Linked DNA regions of Callithrix jacchus: region 2 is linked to region 1. A link is a contact called in public Hi-C data. All regions are on one chromosome and are shown on one strand. Each heading gives the region's core, a stretch centred on a gene start, on an enhancer-like site or on the middle of the called end of the contact. The rest is flanking DNA. Distances are from core to core; before and after follow the strand shown. Region 1 overlaps SHROOM3 (shroom family member 3). Region 2 overlaps SHROOM3 (shroom family member 3).

Evidence for each region. A called contact is a pair of places that touch in the nucleus more often than the background predicts.
Region 2: a Hi-C map of induced pluripotent stem cells shows a contact between it and region 1, with 5 times the contacts expected there. The contact joins two enhancer-like sites. A contact is called at or near these places in 3 of 3 Hi-C or Micro-C datasets (induced pluripotent stem cells and skeletal muscle).

What each region holds. Positions count from the first base shown.
Region 1 is chr3:121,395,412-121,399,472 of calJac240_pri, forward strand. All of the region lies in intron 4 of SHROOM3 (shroom family member 3), which reads right to left. Among named protein-coding and RNA genes, the nearest start is that of CCDC158, 240 kb to the right of the region's middle. Within about 2 kb of position 2,295, at least 3 of the 16 cell types and tissues checked have an H3K27ac peak or open chromatin away from gene starts, as enhancers often do.
Region 2 is chr3:121,550,486-121,554,395 of calJac240_pri, forward strand. All of the region lies in intron 3 of SHROOM3 (shroom family member 3), which reads right to left. Among named protein-coding and RNA genes, the nearest start is that of CCDC158, 85 kb to the right of the region's middle. Within about 2 kb of position 1,441, at least 2 of the 16 cell types and tissues checked have an H3K27ac peak or open chromatin away from gene starts, as enhancers often do.

The DNA of each region.
Region 1 (4,061 bases), core at 1,045-3,544:
AGTGAGCTGCGATCATGCTACTGCACTTCAGCCTGGGTGACAGAGTGAGACTCTGTCTCAAAAAAACAAACAACCACCCACAAATAAAAAAATAATAATTCATCAAGCCAGGTGCAGTGGCTCATACCTATAATCCCAGCATTTAGGAGGCCAAGGTGGGTGGATCACCTGAGGTCAGGAGTTTGAGACCAGCCTGGTTAACATGGTGAAACCCTTTCTCTACCAAAAATTGAAAAAGTAGCTGGGCATGGTGGCAGGCATCTGTAATCCCAGCTACTTGGGAGGCTGAGGCAGAAGAATCACTTGAACCTGGGAGGCGGAGGTTGCAGTGAGTTGAGATGGTGCCATTACACTCCAGCCTGGGCAAGAGAGCAAAACTCCATCGCAAATAAATAATTAATTAAAATAAATTTAAAAATAATAATTCAATCAGTATGTGACAGACTAGTTATCACTGAGGTGTTGATGATTCTCTCCAAGGGGTATTTAAAAACAGACAAGGTAAGAATTAACTCAAATGGATGAGCCCCTCATAGACTGATATGGGATCTTAAGCAGTTGGGTGAAAGATTTTTGGGCAGTGAGACCTCTACAGAGGACCTCAAATCACTCTATGCACTTAACCAGATAGTCCTGCAAAGGGCTCCTTGTGCATTTATTCTATACCCAAGTACAAATTGCTAAAAGATGAATGGTGAAGATGCTGATGGTGCTGGAGCTTTGCAAGCAAGATGGGCTCTGGAGGGGACTGGGGTGCACAGAGGCGGGTGGCAGTGCCCTGACATATGTGAGAGGTACGTGTGAAATGGGGAGGGGCAGTTAGCTTCACACTCTTGAGTCTGGTGGCCTCTGTGTGATACCCAGCATCTGAGCACAGTCTCTGAAGTACCCCTGCCCAACTTCATTCTTGGTTTCTTTAGCATATGCATATTTTAGATGGGTTGCTTCAGTCAAAATGAACTCATTTTTTCTTATTTTGTTAAAAAGGCTTCTCAGGTAGGGCGCAGTGGCTCATACCTGTAATCTCAGCACTTTGGGAGACTGGGGAGGGTGGATCACCTGAGGTCAGGAGTTGCAGACCAGCCTGGCCAACATGACAAAACTGCATTCCTACTAAAAATGCAAAAATTAGCCAGGCATGGTGGCACACACCTGTAGTCCCAGCTACTTTGGAGACTGAAGCAGGAGAATGGTTTGAACCTGGGAGGCGGAGGTTGCAGTGAGCCAATATCATGCCATAGCACTCCAGCCTGGGTAACAGAGTGAGACTCCATCTCATAAATAAATAAATAAACAAATAAAGCTTCTCAAAGCCCACGGCAACATCACTAGAGTCCTGATTTATTCTTTGGTGTTGTTACATATATGTAAGAATTTCAAGGAAAGCCAACAATTATAGGCTAAAATCTCAGTTTGTCTAACATGTGGCTCTAAACCCGAATGACCAATATGAGAAGTGATGTTTTAAACTGTGGGTGCCACTTTTTCCAAAGGGATCCAAATGGCTAGGTGGTGGGGGAGTAGGGGAGTAAAGAACTCAGTCACCGGGCCTGCCCTCTTGGCAAGGTGCCTGGAGTCTGCTGTTGACTTCTGCCTGTAAGTGGGGAGTGATCGATGCTCTTGAGCCTCTGCAGCAAGGAAGAGTTCGTTTACATCGGAAGCTGCTTCGAGGGAGAGGAGAGGTGGCTGAAGGATGGGCCTGGAGTATTCACAATGAGGGTTCCAATGAGATCATTTAATCAGAGGGGACACCAGAACCAAGCTTTCCTGCTAGAGGGCCAACCGAGAAGGAAGAATGGGATCTGAATGAGATCCATTTTTAGATTAGCCATTTTTTTTTTGGCTTGTTTAATCATAACAGTGATTTGAAAAGGCTTTACCAGTGAGTCAGTGGTGGATTTTACAATAATTAGTTACAAATTCCCTAATTGTTTCCAAAAAAAGATTTACTATGAAATGATACAAAGTGCAATTGAATCTTTGGGTTTTCTTTTTGTATGTGTTAGGTATCTGATGTGTCAGTTTTGCAAACTACTTGGTTTTGATATTGAAAAAAGTTTGCTATTTTGGCTTCCAGTTGAACTGACACTATTCACCTGTTTATCATCTATCCAAAGGTACCTATGGTAGTCACTACTTGGATCCTACCAAGCACACAAGTGGGCACACACACACACACACACACACACACACACGGGGCTTTGGAAGGGTAGCATCCTGCAGGAATGCTTGATGTAACACTTACCACACTATGACATATGAGTCACTGTTCCTACTCTGTATCCCTCACTTGACAGTGAGGCTCTGGACGGTATGAAACAGTTTGTCTATTTTATCCTCCAATCTTAATGCTTAACAGAGTATCTGACACATAGTAGGCGAAAATAATTATTTTTAGTCTTGCTATTTCCTGTTATGTTCTTTATGGAGATGACAGCCAGCAATGCAAATCTATTTCTACTTAAAGATGCTGACTCATTGCTCAATCTCTCACATCCAGCCACATAGACTTTCCTTTGATTTTCCATTTTTAGAACCTCTCCTGGGGGTTTCCAGAAAGGAAGCAGGAATTTCTGTAATTATTTAGTTAATTCCAACTAGAGCAGCAAATATAAGTCACCAAGGCTTGAGGTTTGAAACCCTGGGATTTGGTGTTCAGCTTCACATCCTCACAGTCAGTTGGATGCTGAGCAGGTCTGATCTGTACTTTCCTAATTTTCACAATTGTTGTGGGAAGTTATTATAAAATGTATGGAAAAGCCCTTTGGTAACTACAAAGCTGGTATTGCTATCAACTTCACTTTGTCAGTCTGGAAAAGTCCAGTGGCAAAGTGATTTGCCCTGGCTTATGCATTCAATAGCACATCTAGAGCTCAATCCAATGGTTTCCCAACAGCCTAATGAATGTACTACACTCCACGGAGAGGACCAGTTCCAGGATTGTCTCCAAATGACCAGAAGGCAACACCCAGCTGGTGCTGATCTTAGAACATGTATCCTTTGGAAGAGTCCTGAAACCAGCCCAGTCTTCAGGGGACCAGCTGTTGATCACTGGCTTGTCTTACATGGGCCCAGAGACAGTTTGTTCTCTTTGTATCTTTATATCAGAAAATCCAACAGTCGCAGAGCAGAGAAGCAGGTTTTTTCTATAGATAGCATTAACAGGCAGGCCAATGGATGTCACTGTTGCACCACAGAAACCAAACCTCAACTCCTACCGCCACCTCCCCGCCCTCTGCCCCCCAGCCCTGTGCCCCCCAACAGCAGCACCCTCACTATTTCGGAACTTTAGGAGAACAAAGCACACTTTGAACCAAAAGAAAACAATGATAAATAAGTAATTGATATTCCACTTAAAATTTTTAGAGCTAGTAATGAACAGGCATATTCAGGGACACATTAAGGCAAATAGCTTTGAATATCATTGATGGCTATAAATGAGTGTATATGTCACTTAACAGGAGGAAAGGTCACAAAATGAATCAAACCAGGTCTTTTAAATTCAAATACTGTGTTTCTTTCACCCTGGCTCTCACAATGTTCAAAATTATTTTAGAAAATTTGTTGATACGTAGATTAAGACTTCTCATCATCTATCAATGGCCGTGCATGACTGTTTTGGAAAGAACCTTGAATGCTCAAACTAGCATAATGATCAAATGAATATGTATATGTATTGAGCACCAACTTCGTGCCAGGAACTGGGTTTGACTTTTCACAACTCTTGAAGGTAAGATGATTATTTCCATTTTTCATACGGGTTCAGCAAGAATAAGTGATGGTAAGAGACAGAACATTGGTGCAGATCCAGGTCTACTGGCCTGCAAAACCCTGTTAGGATATGCGCCCATTCAGTTCAAGCCTTCTTTGACATCCCACTGCATGTGCCTCACTGGAGATACTACAATGAATGCAAACCATCTCCAGTCTCAAAAGTTTAAGGTCTTTAACAGACAATTATATTACAATTGAGTGAGAACAGCTTTTGCCACGTGCTGTGCAACTCAGTGAGAGTTAGAAAGGGTCTAAAAAGCAAGTAACATTGACACTGAGATACGAAG
Region 2 (3,910 bases), core at 191-2,690, 150 kb after region 1:
GTTAATGACTATATAACGTATGTCATTTTTTAAAGATCAGTGTCTGACCCAGATAAGAAAAATCAAAGTTCCAAGTCCTCCAGACTCCTCCTTTATCCTCAGAATTTTCTCAGTGCCTACCAGCTAAGGTCAGAACTATTATTTCTGTGGGTGTTTGCTAATGACAATGAAGTCATTTTTCTCTTAAAGGCTTTTCTACCGCAATTACCCAGTTCTTGTTTCCTGCTTAAAGCATACTACCAGTAAATGTGATCAGTGAGATAAAAGTATTATTTTCCTGCCAGGCATGGTGGCTAATGCCTGTAATCCCAGGACTTTGGGAGGCCGAGGCAGATGGATCACCTGAGGTCAGGAGTTTGAGACCAGCCTGATCAATATGGTGAAATCCTGTCTCTACTAAAAATACAGTTAGCTGGGTATGGTGGCAGGTGCCTGTAATCTCAGCTATTCAGGAGGCTGAGGCATGAGAATCACTTGAATCTGGGAGAGGGAGGTTGCAGTGAGCAATATCATGACACTGCACTCCAGCCTGGGTGACAAAGCAAGACTCTGTCTCAAAAGAAAAGGAAAAAAAAAGTATTATTTTCCCCCAAACATTAGAATTAGAATCAGCAACCAGCTTCCCCTTCTCCCACAGTCAGCTTGAACAGCTTTCCTTGTGTTTAGCTGGCATTGTCTCACTTTCAGAGTCAAAAGCATAGATGCAAGGCCTCTGTTAGGGAATCATGAAAGTCCTGACAGTAGAACAGTTCCATGGAGGGACCTTTGAAGTCAAAGGAAAGGAAGGATCAATCTTTGACACAAAGTCAACCTGTTGCTCCCACTCCTGGATGGAAGCTGGAAGCCCTGCATCTGTGGAGGGTAACTTAGCACCATGGCAGGCCTGAGCTGGGTGGCTACCGCAAGCAACAAAGCATTTCACAAGACTTGTTCATGCAGATGTGGGTGCACTCCACGGTTTGGGTGCCTTCATGATATGGTCAAGGATGTTAGTTATGATCCAATCCACCTTGTTTCTTTCCTGTATTTCAGCAAAACATTAACTAACCATTTTCTACCCTAGCTCCTCCTGAGAGCTCACCGTAGTCGGTCATATCTCCGGCCTGTGATAAGGCCTTTACCAAATTTTCTGCTAACTTTCCCTTCGTGGGAGCACCTCATCAAGTTGAAAGAGAAGTGTGTGATTCCATGCTCACTGAAGTACCCGATCCCTACCTCAAATCCCTTAGGTCCAGGTTAGGGTTTCTTTCCTCTTCCCACCCCAAATCATTTTGGAGGTAGTTTAGATAGTAGCTACCAAAAAGGCCACCAGTTGAAAGGTTATTTTCCCTTCTTGTCCCTTGATCCCCAAGCACCCTGCAGAGGGTGCGACCCCTAAAACAGGTAGAATCCTGGGGAAGTGAGGAAGCCCACATTGTGGTGAGAAAATGGCCCACATTCCAGATCTGCCAGTTTCTTCTGCTGCTTTCCTTGATGATTTTCTGCTCTTACCACTTAGCAGGAAGAAAAGAAAGAAGAGGATCCTCTCTGAAAAACAAGGCTCTGTTCATAATCTGCCCTCCTCCCTCTCCTCTGGAGATCCCCTCTGCTTTGGAATCTTAGGATATGAGCCCAATGCCATTCTGGGGGTTGCAAAAGCAGTTTCCAGGTGATCAAGTCACGTGGAATCCGTCAGAACAATTAAACAACTTCTTCCTGGTATTTGTGTCAATTTCCTTGTACTCTATATGTCAATCCTTTAACTTGACCTTTGGCCCTGTCTTTTTAGCCCTTCCATTCTACTCCCACTGCCTCACTCAGGTCAGCTTCTGCCTGGAAATCCCCAAAGTCCCTGATGAAAGAGGATCTTTCTATTTAGGCTTCATGTCCACTCCCCCTGGTCTCAGGTTGAAAATCTGAGGGTCACCTCACCTGTGTCTCAACTAGGCCCCTGGCCTCTTCCCTGGGGATCTTCAGAACTACCTTTATCTGAGGACAGGCCCTTCACTCCATTTCTGCAATGGGGTTTTCCATTTCACTTCATGGTCTGTCTCCCACCTTCTTACTACCCTTTTCCAGCCTCGCTGGCCAGGAGTCACCAGCTCCCACCAAGGATCACAGAGACCCAACACACAGATCATCAAGATTTCCTACCATTGTTTATAAATGGAACATATCTGAATAGACTGGTAACACATGGGTGTTTTATTTGAAATTTATTTCCCTGGGAGAGCACTACCAAGCCCCCATACTGCAAATCCTCCCTGATCCTGGAAGGCAGAGGTTGTTTTTAATCGTATAAAGCACATAGCTGCTATTTTGCCAGCAAGTCCCCTGCTTATCACAGGTGAGAACTTGAAGGGTATTCTTCCAAGAAGCAGTAGAAGTGATGGAAAAAGCCTTGGAGAAATTTTAGGCAGAGGTATTGTTGAGTGGTGGCTCAATTCCTTCAGTGGATATATTGAAAGAGTAGGGGAATTCCGATTATAGTGATAGAAGCATAATTCTAAGGACATTAAACTTTGGCCTCATAGAAACCACTAAGAGCAGGTAGTGATCTTAAGCCATCTAGATGTTTTACTTTATAACATGGTATAAATAGAGAATACCATCTTATCCTACTGGTTTTAGCAAATGACAGCCAAGAGCCTTGTCTTTTGCTGCCACCTTGTGTTTAGGAGAAGAAAGTCTAAATTCACAGTTGCTGTGGCACTGAGAAATGAACTTTTTTTTTTTTTTGAGACAGAGTTTCCCTCTTGTTGCCCAGGCTGGAGTGCAGTGGTGTGATCTCAGCGCACTGCAATCTCCGCCTCCCAGGTTCAAGCAGTTCTCCTGCCTCAGCCTCCCGAGTAGCTGGGATTACAGGCGACCACTACCATGCCTGGCTAATTTTTTTGTGTTTTTAGTAGAGACAGGGTTTCACTATGTTGGCTAGGCTGGGCTTGAACACCTGACCTCAGGTGATCTACTTGCCCCGGCCTCCCAAAGTGCTGGGATTATATGTGTAAGCCCCTGTGCCCAGTGAGAAATGAACTTTTTAGAGGCAGAAGAGACTTAGAAATTCTGCAGTCCAGCTCCCTTCACTTTACAGATGAGGGAAACCAAGACCTAGATTGGGACCGAAGTCTCCTTGTTCTTTCCCCTGTGCCATCCTACCTCTCTGGTCAATCATACTCACATCACATGCACACATCGAGTCCTCAACAGCTAAGCCCACTGATGCACATGGCAGCAAATGCCAGTATGTCCAAATCCATACGCATCTCATTCAGTGGAAACATTTCCACAGGATTGTGCAGTTGTGTATGACAAGACCAGATGACCAAAGACAATGAGAGCTAACACTTAGCATTCACTGTGGATCAACTACTGTGCTAAGCACTTTGTGTATATCTCACTCAATTCTTTCAGTCACTCTGTAAGGCAACAACTATTACTATTGCCATCGTATATTTAAGGAAATTGAGGCTTAGAAAGGTTAAGTAACTTGCCAAAAGCCATTCAGCTACATCTGGCAGAGAGAGAACTCCAGTCTGTAACTAGTACAATCTGTGCTCTTGCCCCCTTTTCATTACTCATTATACTGACTTTGCCTCATCCCATTCTTCAGAGATAACATTATTACAATTTGGTATATTCCCTTTCAGCCTTTTTTAATGCAGAGATAAATATTTTTAAATTGATTTCAACATTTTTGTACTATAAAATAATGCTGATGAGGTCTTATATACAAATCTTGGTCTGGATATCAGTATTTTCATGATATATTTATAGAAGGAAAAGTATAGAGTCTGAAATTACGATCTTTACTGAGGATTTTGGCACTGGAAAATTTATTTTCAGAGTGCCTGCACCATTTCACAGGCCCACCAATAGTTCATGGAAGTACCCATTTTAACACTTCCTTACTGACATTGGAAGTGTTCATATT